2 separate regions of the Mus musculus genome follow, and region 2 is linked to region 1. A link is a contact called in public ChIA-PET data. All regions are on one chromosome and are shown on one strand. The core of a region is the stretch at or near the end of the contact, and the rest is flanking DNA. Distances in the headings are between cores, read along the strand shown. Region 1 has its middle 4.3 kb from the start of Gm29873. Region 2 overlaps Gm29933 (a long non-coding RNA gene).

Region 1 (4,662 bases), core at 1,625-4,124:
CTCAAGCCCAATCATAATGCATATGTCATTTAGGATGCAGTGTAAACTATGGTGCTTTATCATCTTTCTGACTACAAATTAAAGAGCAAGGGAGCCTTGTTGACCCCCCCCCCCCCCCGGATGCCTCCCATCTCCTCTTCCTGAGGAAGCTTTATCTACCATACAAAGCCAGTGACAATATCCAACTATACAATAAAATCATAGTAGGGGCTCAGTGGTAGGGTTATGAGTTATACAACTAATCTTTAAAACTAGAGGCTATTGAGCCGGGTGGTGGTGGCGCATGCCTTTAATCCCAGCACTCGGGAGGCAGAGGCAGGCGGATTTCTGAGTTCGAGGCCAGTCTGGTCTACAAAGTGAGTTCTAGGACAGCTAGGGCTACACAGAGAAACCCTGTCTCGAGAAAAAAAAAAAATAGCAGCTGAGCATGGAGACATGAAGCATGCCTTTAATCCCAGTACTCAAGAAGCAGAGGCAGGTAGATCTCTGTAAATTCAAGGCCAGCCTTGTCTAAATGGTGAGTTCCAAGACAGCCAGGGCTATGTGGAGAGAGACCCTGTCTCAGATAAATTAATTAAGTTTGAAGACAGCCAGGGCTATTTAGAAAGACCCTGTCTTAAACAAATGAACGAAAGTAACTATTGCTCAACTGAAGGGAGCAGTCTGCCAGCTCACCTGACTTCTGCTGTTACATCTATCACTTCCGCCCTTGGCATGCCCCCCACCTACCCTGGGCACCTGGTCATCTCAGCCTCCTGAGATGTACTATTCTATACAAAGATTCTTTGTAACCCTTTCTCTCACTTTATAAAACCCCTGACTCCACTCAAGGACACTACTACATGTCCAGGCAAGGGACCACACATCGAAATGTCTTCTCTCTCCTTGTCATCTTTCCAGTCACTCTGCCTGCCAAGAGCTTTCTTTTTGTCTCTTGCCTGGCCATATCAGGGGCCGTTTGACCTGCTGGCCTCCCTGCCACAAGCCTTTCCCCCTCTCAATTACGCTCCGCAGCTCTACCAATGAAATCTGTTCAGCACGCAGATCCCTTCCTTTCACCTCATGCCTGAACTATAAGGTGCTGTTGTCTTTGTCAGACCTCAAGCTTGTTAGTGTGTTAAGGGAGGGGACTCTGTCTTTGAGCTACCTCCTAGCTGCTAAAGTGCAAACTTGTTGTTGTTTTATTTTGTCTTTCGAGACAGGGTTTCTCTGTGTAGTCCTGGTTTTCCTGGAACTGGTTCTGTAGAGCAGGCTGGCCTCAAACTCACAGACATCCATCTGCCTCTACCTCCCAAGTGTTGACATTAAAGGTATATTCCACCATGTGTGGTTATATTTGATTTTTTTTTTTTTTTTAAGGATAGAGTCTTGGTATGGTGCTCAGGCTGCTCCAGAAATCATGATCCTCCTGCCTCAGTCTCCCAAATGCTGCGATCCACAGAAGCAAACTCCTAACAAAGTGCCCTGAGCCTGTTCCTGTTGACTCTCCCTCTTGCTCCTGCCGCTCCAGAGACGTCATCTGGTGTGTACACTCCCTTTTACTTAGCTGTGTTCCCTCCGCTTCCTTCTTGCCAGGACTCCCTCCAGCTAGCCTGGCTCCCCTACCCACACTATGGACAAAGGGTTTAGCTGGAGGTTGGCACAAACATACTCTCCTCTCACTAAAAGATGACTGCGTAGATGTCTGTATCTGCCACTGGGCATTAGTTTCTGAACACTTGGGGCTGTGCTGTATCACAGGTCATCTATACTGGCTAATTTTGTATCAACTTGACACAGCTGGAGTTATCACAGAGAAAGGAGCTTCAGTTGGGGAAATGCCTCCATGAGATCCAACTGTAAGGCATTTTCTCAATTAGTGATCAAGCGGGGAGGTCCCCTTGTGGGTGGTGCCATCTCTGGGCTGGTAGTCTTGGGTTCTATAAGAGAGCAGGCTGAGCAAGCCAGGGGAAGCAAGCCAGTAAAGAACATCCCTCCATGGCCTCTGCATCAGCTCCTGCTTCCTGACCTGCTTGAGTTCCAGTCCTGACTTCCTTTGATGATGAACAGTAATATGGAAGTGTAAGCTGAATAAACCCTTTCCTCCCCAACTTGCTTCTTGGTCATGATGTTTGTGCAGGAATAGAAACCCTGACTAAGACATCATCTTCTTTGTTGCTCCCTCCTGGCCAGGTGGAGAGCAGGTTTCCTGTGAAAGGCCACCCATGGGCGTTGGTTAAGAGCATCTCTCCCTTGTACATCACCATCACACCTTCCATAGACAGCTTTAAGAAGCAACTTGTAGGGACCAGTAACTTTGATTGGCTTACTCAATCCGCTCCGAGATGCTACCAGGCCACCACCTACAGCCATCTGCTTTCCACATATAAGGAAACAGACCCAGGCAGGTCACTGCAGCTAGGATGGGAAGAGCCAGGACTCCTGCACTCAGAGCCTCGATCCACATCTCTGCGGCACAGAGCTGTGGCACTAAGCTCTCTGATTCACTGTTCTTCCTTCTCCCAAAGAGTGGGTGAGGTTCCAGGCCAGCTAAACACCCTTCCCAACCTCTCCAAGGTGAAAGGTCTGCTGGTTCAGTGACTCTTCCCAGAGACAAGCGTGACGAGGTTTCCTCCAAGCCTCTGAGTCCCACCAACCTGAAGGTGTCTGCTTGTCGGTCTCAAACCTGGGTCGAGACTTTTCATGGGGATTCGAATCCTGGTCTCAGTGAACACAAACCATTTCTCTGCGAGGACCTGCCTGAATGGCCTGCCCACTAAGGATATCCAAAGAGCATGCCTCAGAATCTCTACCCGCTTCACTCTCAGCCTTTAATACCACCTTCTTCTTTGGGGCTTTTGCTCTAGACTGCCTCCCCACACTTCCTTCCTCCCTGTGCCTATTTCTCTTTACAACAAGCCGGGTATTTTTAACCTGAGGTTTCCATTTATCTTGCCTTGTCTGTCTAATGGGGTCTGGGCTGAGTGTGGGGTGCTGGCACGCTGACAGTGTCTGGACAGAGCTTTTTTATTTTTTTTAGACTTATTTATTTTATATATGTGAATACTCTGTAGCTGTCTTCAGACACCAGAAGAGAGCATCAGATCCCATTACAGATGGTGGTTGTGAGCCACCATGTGGTTGCTGTGATTTGAACTCAGGCCCTCTTAACCACTGAGCCATCTCTCCAGCCTGGGACAGAGCTTTTGTACATGGCTATGAGGCAAAGCTTTGGAAACCTCGTAGGGTACCAAAGTGCAAACTTGTTGTTGGCAAGACTGTATGTGCAGCGAAGTAAAAGACCAAGGAACACGTTGAACCTCATGGGCATATGCATCCTTGGGACAGTCACCAGGATGTCTTTGTCCACTCTCCTGATCTTCATTATGAGAGCGGTACCCTTGAGGACTTAGCAGAGCAATTGCCTCCAGGACCCCTCCACCCCACCTCCTCCTTTTATTCTCTAGTGCTGGGGAATTGAGCCTACCTACGGCCTTGAGCTCAAGGTCCTGCACCAAGCTACACACCTAGATCCTGCCACCATTTTTTAGTGACCTAGCTCCGTGAACACCATGTTCCCTCTGCATACATCTGCTTCCATATTGTCCTATCCCAGCCCCATCCTGGCATGCTGGTCATTTTCTACTGCAGTCTGTCCTCCATCCCCATCTGCATGGGGTCCTTACCCTTCCCCACCTGGTCCCCACCCTGCCACACTGGTCCCCACTTTTCCACACCTGGTCCCCACCCTTCCACACCTGGTCCCCACCCTTCCACACCTGGTCCCTACCCTGCCACACCTGGTCCCCACTCTTCCACACTTCATCCTCAACCTTCCACACCTGGTCCTCATCCTTCCACACCTGGTCCTCATCCTTCCACACCTGGTCCTCACCCTGCCACACCTGGTCCCCACTCTTCCACGCCTGTCTCTCTTCTCTGCACCCAGGTGCTTAATAAAGAAACTTTTATTCAAAGTCCAAACAACCACAAAGAAAAGATGACTGGGTATTTAGAGTTTTGTAGTATGTGTGTCTCTGTGTGTGTGCTTGCGTTCTTCTCTTTCTGCATACAGTTTTCTTAAAAACCAAAACAATAACAACTAAACAGGTTGGTAGCAAAGAGGTTTTTCCTTCTCCTCCTCCTCCTCCTCCTCCTCCTCCTCCTCCTCCTCCTCCTCCTCCCCCACTTCTTTTTTTAGTAAATGGCAATGACTCAGCCCACATCTAATGTTCTCCCAAGTAGCTGATAGTCATAAAGATTGCCCGGGGCTTGAAGGTATCCTACTTTATACTCTGAGTCACACTAAGAAGGATTAGATCGATGTTTAACATTGTGTTTATGTCTGACAGTGGCTTTTTACATTTTATTGATTTATTTATTTTATGTGTATGGCTGTTTTGTGTGTGTGTGCCTGTGTTTGCGCACTGCATGCATGTATGCCCACAGAGGACAGAAGGAAAGTGTTGGATCCCCTAGGACTGGAGTTACAGAGGGTTCTTATCCAACACGTGGGCACGGGGAATGGAACCAGAGTTCCCCAGAAGAGCAGCAAGAGCTTTCAACTGGAAGCCATCTCTCAGCCCCTCTGGCAGTATTTGTAATAACCTGAGTTCCTTTTGAATGTACCCTGTCTCTCTGTCTGACGCCTTAGGGACTGTTCAGTTAGGCAGCCTCTCTCCC
Region 2 (4,617 bases), core at 530-3,029, 110 kb before region 1:
AGGTATGGTCTTAAGACCCTCACCCTAGCTGCCTGAAAGTGAGTCTTCCACTAACAGCCTTTAGATGAACATGTAGAACTCTCAGCTCTGCCTGCACCATGCCTGCCTGGACTCTGCCGTGCTCCCACCTTGATGATCCTGGACTGAACCTCTGAACCTGTAAGCCAGCCCCAAATGAAATGTTTTTTCTAAGACTTGCCTTGGTCATGGTGTCTGTTCAGGGAGTAAAACCCTAACTAAGGCAGGTGTATTGTCTGCATGTACACCACATGTGTGTCTGGTGCCTATGGAGACCAGAAGAGGACATCAGATCCCCTCAAACTAGAGTTGCAGATGTTGTGAGCTACAATATGGGTGCTGGGAATCAAACCCAGGTCCTCTGGAAGAGGAGTCAGTGATCTTAACTGTGGAGCCATCTTCCTACCCGTGGAAGTTGAATATTCAAAGGGGCAATGATGCCAGTGCAGCTCACCTAGTTTCCCACACAGCATCTTTAAAGTGAGAATTAATGCCTTTGTGTATCCTTCTTAACATTTTTATTATTTCACTTATGTTTAGTGTGTGTGTATGTGTCTATGTGTACGCACATAGGCCATGGTGCACCGTTTCTAGAGGGAGCTGGTTCACTTCTTCTACTGTGTGGGTCCCAGGGAATTGAACTCACTTTGTCAAGGTTTGGCAGCAAGCACCTTCACCCGCTACACCATCTTGCCTCCCTCTTCCCTTGTTATTTTTTGGAGATATTTGGTTTTCATCAAAGAGGTAGTTTCAAGCAGAGTACACACCTGTTTTCATTCTTTTTGAGGGTTGGTTTGTTTTGTTGTTTGTTTTGTGGAGGTTTTTGTTTGTTTGTTTGCTGTTGTTTTGTTTTGTCTTTGCTTTCAAACTGCCTGTTAGCTGAGCTGCTGGGTTTCAGCTGAGCTTTGGTTGTCTCCTAGACTGGAGGCTTCAACAGGCAAGGACTGGGCCCTGGGTAACCCTCACCCAGGCTGCGGATGGCTTTAGAGCCTCCTGCCCTCCTGTGCCTATTTCTTAATGGCGTGCATGAGCCTCTCAACTTCCCCTAGGGATGTGCTGCAAGGAACCCTAGGGGCTGGAACTTGATGACTCATCTGGGGAACCAAGGGCAGGTTAAGGGCACAGAGCCCGGAAATGGGAGGGAGGGGACAGCAGGTCTGAAGCTTTGCGGACATTGGGTTCTGACAGCTGTTGCTGTCCTCTAATCCCCCAGCTTGGTATCTGCTGTGAGTTGGCAGCTGAGGGCAGAGACCACACCCTCTCTCTACCTGCTCCTCTGGAGCCCTGTGACACTCCCTTTCTGCAGGAGGCCTTCCTTCCCCCTCCCACTAGGTTCCCTATCAGCCCCATGGTGAGATGAGGCACTGTTTCAACCTGGCACCTGACACTGTCCTGTGAGATTTACCCTTGTGCCTTTCTAACTGCCTGCAGCCCAGTAACAGACAGCAGGAATGCCAAGGTCCATGAGACCAAGCTCCTGGACCCTGTGAGTGCTCTGGAGGAGTCTCTGAGGGCTGTTAAGGGGAGTCACTCATGTTATTCATGAGCTGATGCCCAGGGTGAACCACCTGTATCTGGTTCTATCCTGGACACCAGGGAGCTCCTTTCCAAAGGGAAGTGCTTGGGGAGTGTGCAGATACCATACGATCACAGATACTGTGGGAAACATGAAGCAACCAAAGGCACAGGTGACCTTTACCTATCCGGAAGTAGAGGAACCTACCCTGACAGGATGCTGAGCACAGGGCGGGAAGTGGGTGCAACCTTGCAGACGTGAAGGGAAGTGGCTTTCTGCAAAGGGAAGTGCAAGGACTCAGGCAGGAACCCCAGGGGTGTTCGAGAGCCATGGGAACCCAGCCTGGATTGCAGGGAGCCATGGGGACACTGGATGGATGGAGTTGTCACTTAGAGGAAAGCAGAGTTGATGGATGATGGACAGAAAGTTTGGGTGTGAGATCATTGTGAACTCTGGCTCTTGCCTCTCAAACCAGTTGCACGTGTTGAGCTGGGGGCTAGGGCTCAGACTCCAATCTGTGGCCCAAAGGGGCTGAGGCATATCTTCTCTGCTCCTCATTTTGCCCAGCTTCTCTTCTCTCCTGTCGGAGCATATGGAGAGAACTTCTGTCTCTCTTTGACCATGTTCTCATACCTGCCAAAGGCCATTGGTCCCTTCTTTGTAGCTCTTCTCTCTCCAGCTAAACTGAAAACAGGAAGGGAGGCTGCATATGGAGCCCTTATTCTCCTGGATCATTTGTCACCTCTGAGCTGACTGCCTCGTCTGCTAACCTAGGCCTAGGCCTGGAAGCTTCGAGCTCTGTACAAGTTTACCTAGGCAAAAAAAAAAATGCTCTCGGCCTCTGAGAATTGCTGTTGAGTAAGCTCGCCCTTCTTGTTCTTTCTTGATTCTAGCTGGCTGGTTCAACTCAGCTCTTCTGGCTCAAACTCCTCTCCAAGCTGACTCAATCTGGCACTTCTCTTTGCCTCTGAATTGCTCTGCTTGGCTTCGAACTAACTCTAGCAATCTTTTTTTTTTCTAATCTACTGGCTCCTTCCCATTCTCTTGCTTGTCTGTCTTCACCTGTGTCTAACTTGTTCTCTCTTCAATCTGTCTCTGTAAAACTCTCCTGGTAAATCTGTCTCTGCCTCCCTCTCTGCTGCTCTACTCTCCCTCTCAACTCCACTGTGCTGTCTCCACAAGCGCTACTGTATTCCTGGGCTATACTCTCTTCTCCTGTGCTGTCTCTCTCTTAAGTAGCTTCCCTTTCCTTGTGAGAGTTGGACATGTCAAATCTTTCTCTGATTCATCTCTTTGTCTGCCACTCAATTAGACATCACTTTCAAACATGGTTGCTTCCCTTTACAAACTAACTTTACCTTCATTATTTGGGATTATAGGTATCTACTAAGGGCATGTCTGTATTTTACAGCCAGAGGGATTAATGGTGTATGCTAAAGTCTGAGCCACACCCTAACTAGAAACAGGTTCAAACATCCTGTAACAGGAGGAACTACTTTTAAACTTCTTCTTGACAAAGAGTAGGGGAAGGGAGTTGCTGTAAGGATCCTTGTCCACCCTGGTCACTGCAACAGAGGGGACTCTGCATGCTTTATTTCACAAGTGTGTTACCAGGTCAACTCCATTTGGAAGAGGGGTTTGTTAATAAGGACCCACACACAGGCACACACATGGGGTCTGTACAACACTGGTTGTCTTAGGGTTTTAATTGCTATGAAGAGACGCCATGGCAATACTTACAAAGGAAGACATTTACTTGGGGCTGGTTTACAGTTGAGAGGTTTAGTCCATTATCACTGTGTTGGGAAGCATAGTGGCATGAAGGAAGACATGGTGCTGGAGAGGTAGCTCAGAGGTCTACATCCATATTAGAAAGCAGTGGGAGGAGAGGAACAATGGGCCTGGCTTGAGCTTCTGAAACATCAAGGCCCACTCCTTGTGACACAACAAGGCCCCACCTCCGATAACACCAGCCCCTGGGAGTCTATGGTAGCCATTTTTATTCAAACAACCACACTGGTCAGGTTCAGAGTGCCTGTAACTTGGGTTCTAGAACAAACAGGAGTTTGCGCAGGCTTGGTTTCAGTCTTCTTATGTAGAAATGGGAACCTCCAGAAATCTCCCCCTCTCTCCCCTACTGCAGAAAAACACAGCTGGCAAATCCTTCAGAGTAGTCTCTCCCCGATTGCGGTGCAGATGGTTCTGACGTTGGTGCTCTGTGAACCAAATCTTGATATATATTGCTCTAAAAGAGGGCCAGTGAGGTGGCCCAGGAGATAAATGTGCCTGCTTCCAAGCCTGAGATCCGTAGGACCCACAGGATAGGAGAGGCCAGACTCCAGAAACTGTCATCTGATCCACACACGTATGCTGTGGCATATGTGTACACACACACACACACACACACACACACACACACACACGAAATAAATGTAATTTTTAAAAAAGATTTATTTATTTATTATATGTAAGTACACTGTAGCTGTCTTCAGACACACCAGAAGAGGGAGTCAGATCTTGTTACGGATGGTTGTGAGCCACCATGTGGTTGCTGGGATTTGAACTCCGGACCTTCGGAAGAGCAGTCGGGTGCTCTTACCCACTGAGCCATCTCACCAGCCCTAAATGTAATTTTTAAAGCTTAAAAACCAGAATCTCTAAAAGAGAGTATTTTTGGTTTTGCAGGGATGTTTAAGAAAGCAGTAAGAATTATTACCTAGTGGGAGTGGCGACCCCAAAGCTGAGGGGAGAGGTTTGCTTTCCGAGCATTTATCCTATATACTGTCAGAGATCTGTCTCACGTACCTCAATATTTTGCCAACAATAGCATTGTAAATTTAGGGCTAGGAAGGTTGATGAACAGTAAAGAACACTTATTGTGGGCTGGTGAGATGGCTCAGTGGTTAAGAGCACTGGATGCTCTTTCAAAGGTCCTGAGTTCAAAATCCCTGCAACCACATGGTGGCTCACAAACACCCATAATGAGATCTGACGCCCTCTTCTGGCACATCTGAAGACAGCTACAGTGTACTTATGTAGAATAATAAATAAATCTTTGGGCCTGAGTGAGCAGGGATTGAGGG

Evidence for each region. ChIA-PET counts read pairs in DNA pulled down with a chosen protein or histone mark.
Region 2: a contact with region 1 is called in an RNA polymerase II ChIA-PET map of memory CD8 T cells, with 17 read pairs. The contact joins two enhancer-like sites. A contact is called at or near these places in 1 of 15 datasets of contacts at CTCF or cohesin (the NIH/3T3 cell line), 8 of 484 Hi-C or Micro-C datasets (B cells, LSK cells, Th2 cells and 5 more), 9 of 115 datasets of contacts at active chromatin or transcription factors (the 230-238 cell line, the HPC-7 cell line, bone marrow-derived macrophages and 3 more) and 4 of 9 other capture datasets (adipose tissue, embryonic stem cells, liver and 1 more).

What each region holds. Positions count from the first base shown.
Region 1 is chr11:95,689,268-95,693,929 of GRCm38.p6, reverse strand. No RefSeq gene overlaps it. Among named protein-coding and RNA genes, the nearest start is that of Gm29873, 4.3 kb to the right of the region's middle. Within about 2 kb of position 2,874, at least 16 of the 459 cell types and tissues checked have an H3K27ac peak or open chromatin away from gene starts, as enhancers often do. A contact at or near this core is called in memory CD8 T cells, where this site is marked.
Region 2 is chr11:95,802,348-95,806,964 of GRCm38.p6, reverse strand. All of the region lies in intron 3 of Gm29933 (a long non-coding RNA gene), which reads left to right. Among named protein-coding and RNA genes, the nearest start is that of Gm29933, 3.9 kb to the left of the region's middle. Within about 2 kb of position 1,779, at least 91 of the 459 cell types and tissues checked have an H3K27ac peak or open chromatin away from gene starts, as enhancers often do. A contact at or near this core is called in memory CD8 T cells, where this site is marked.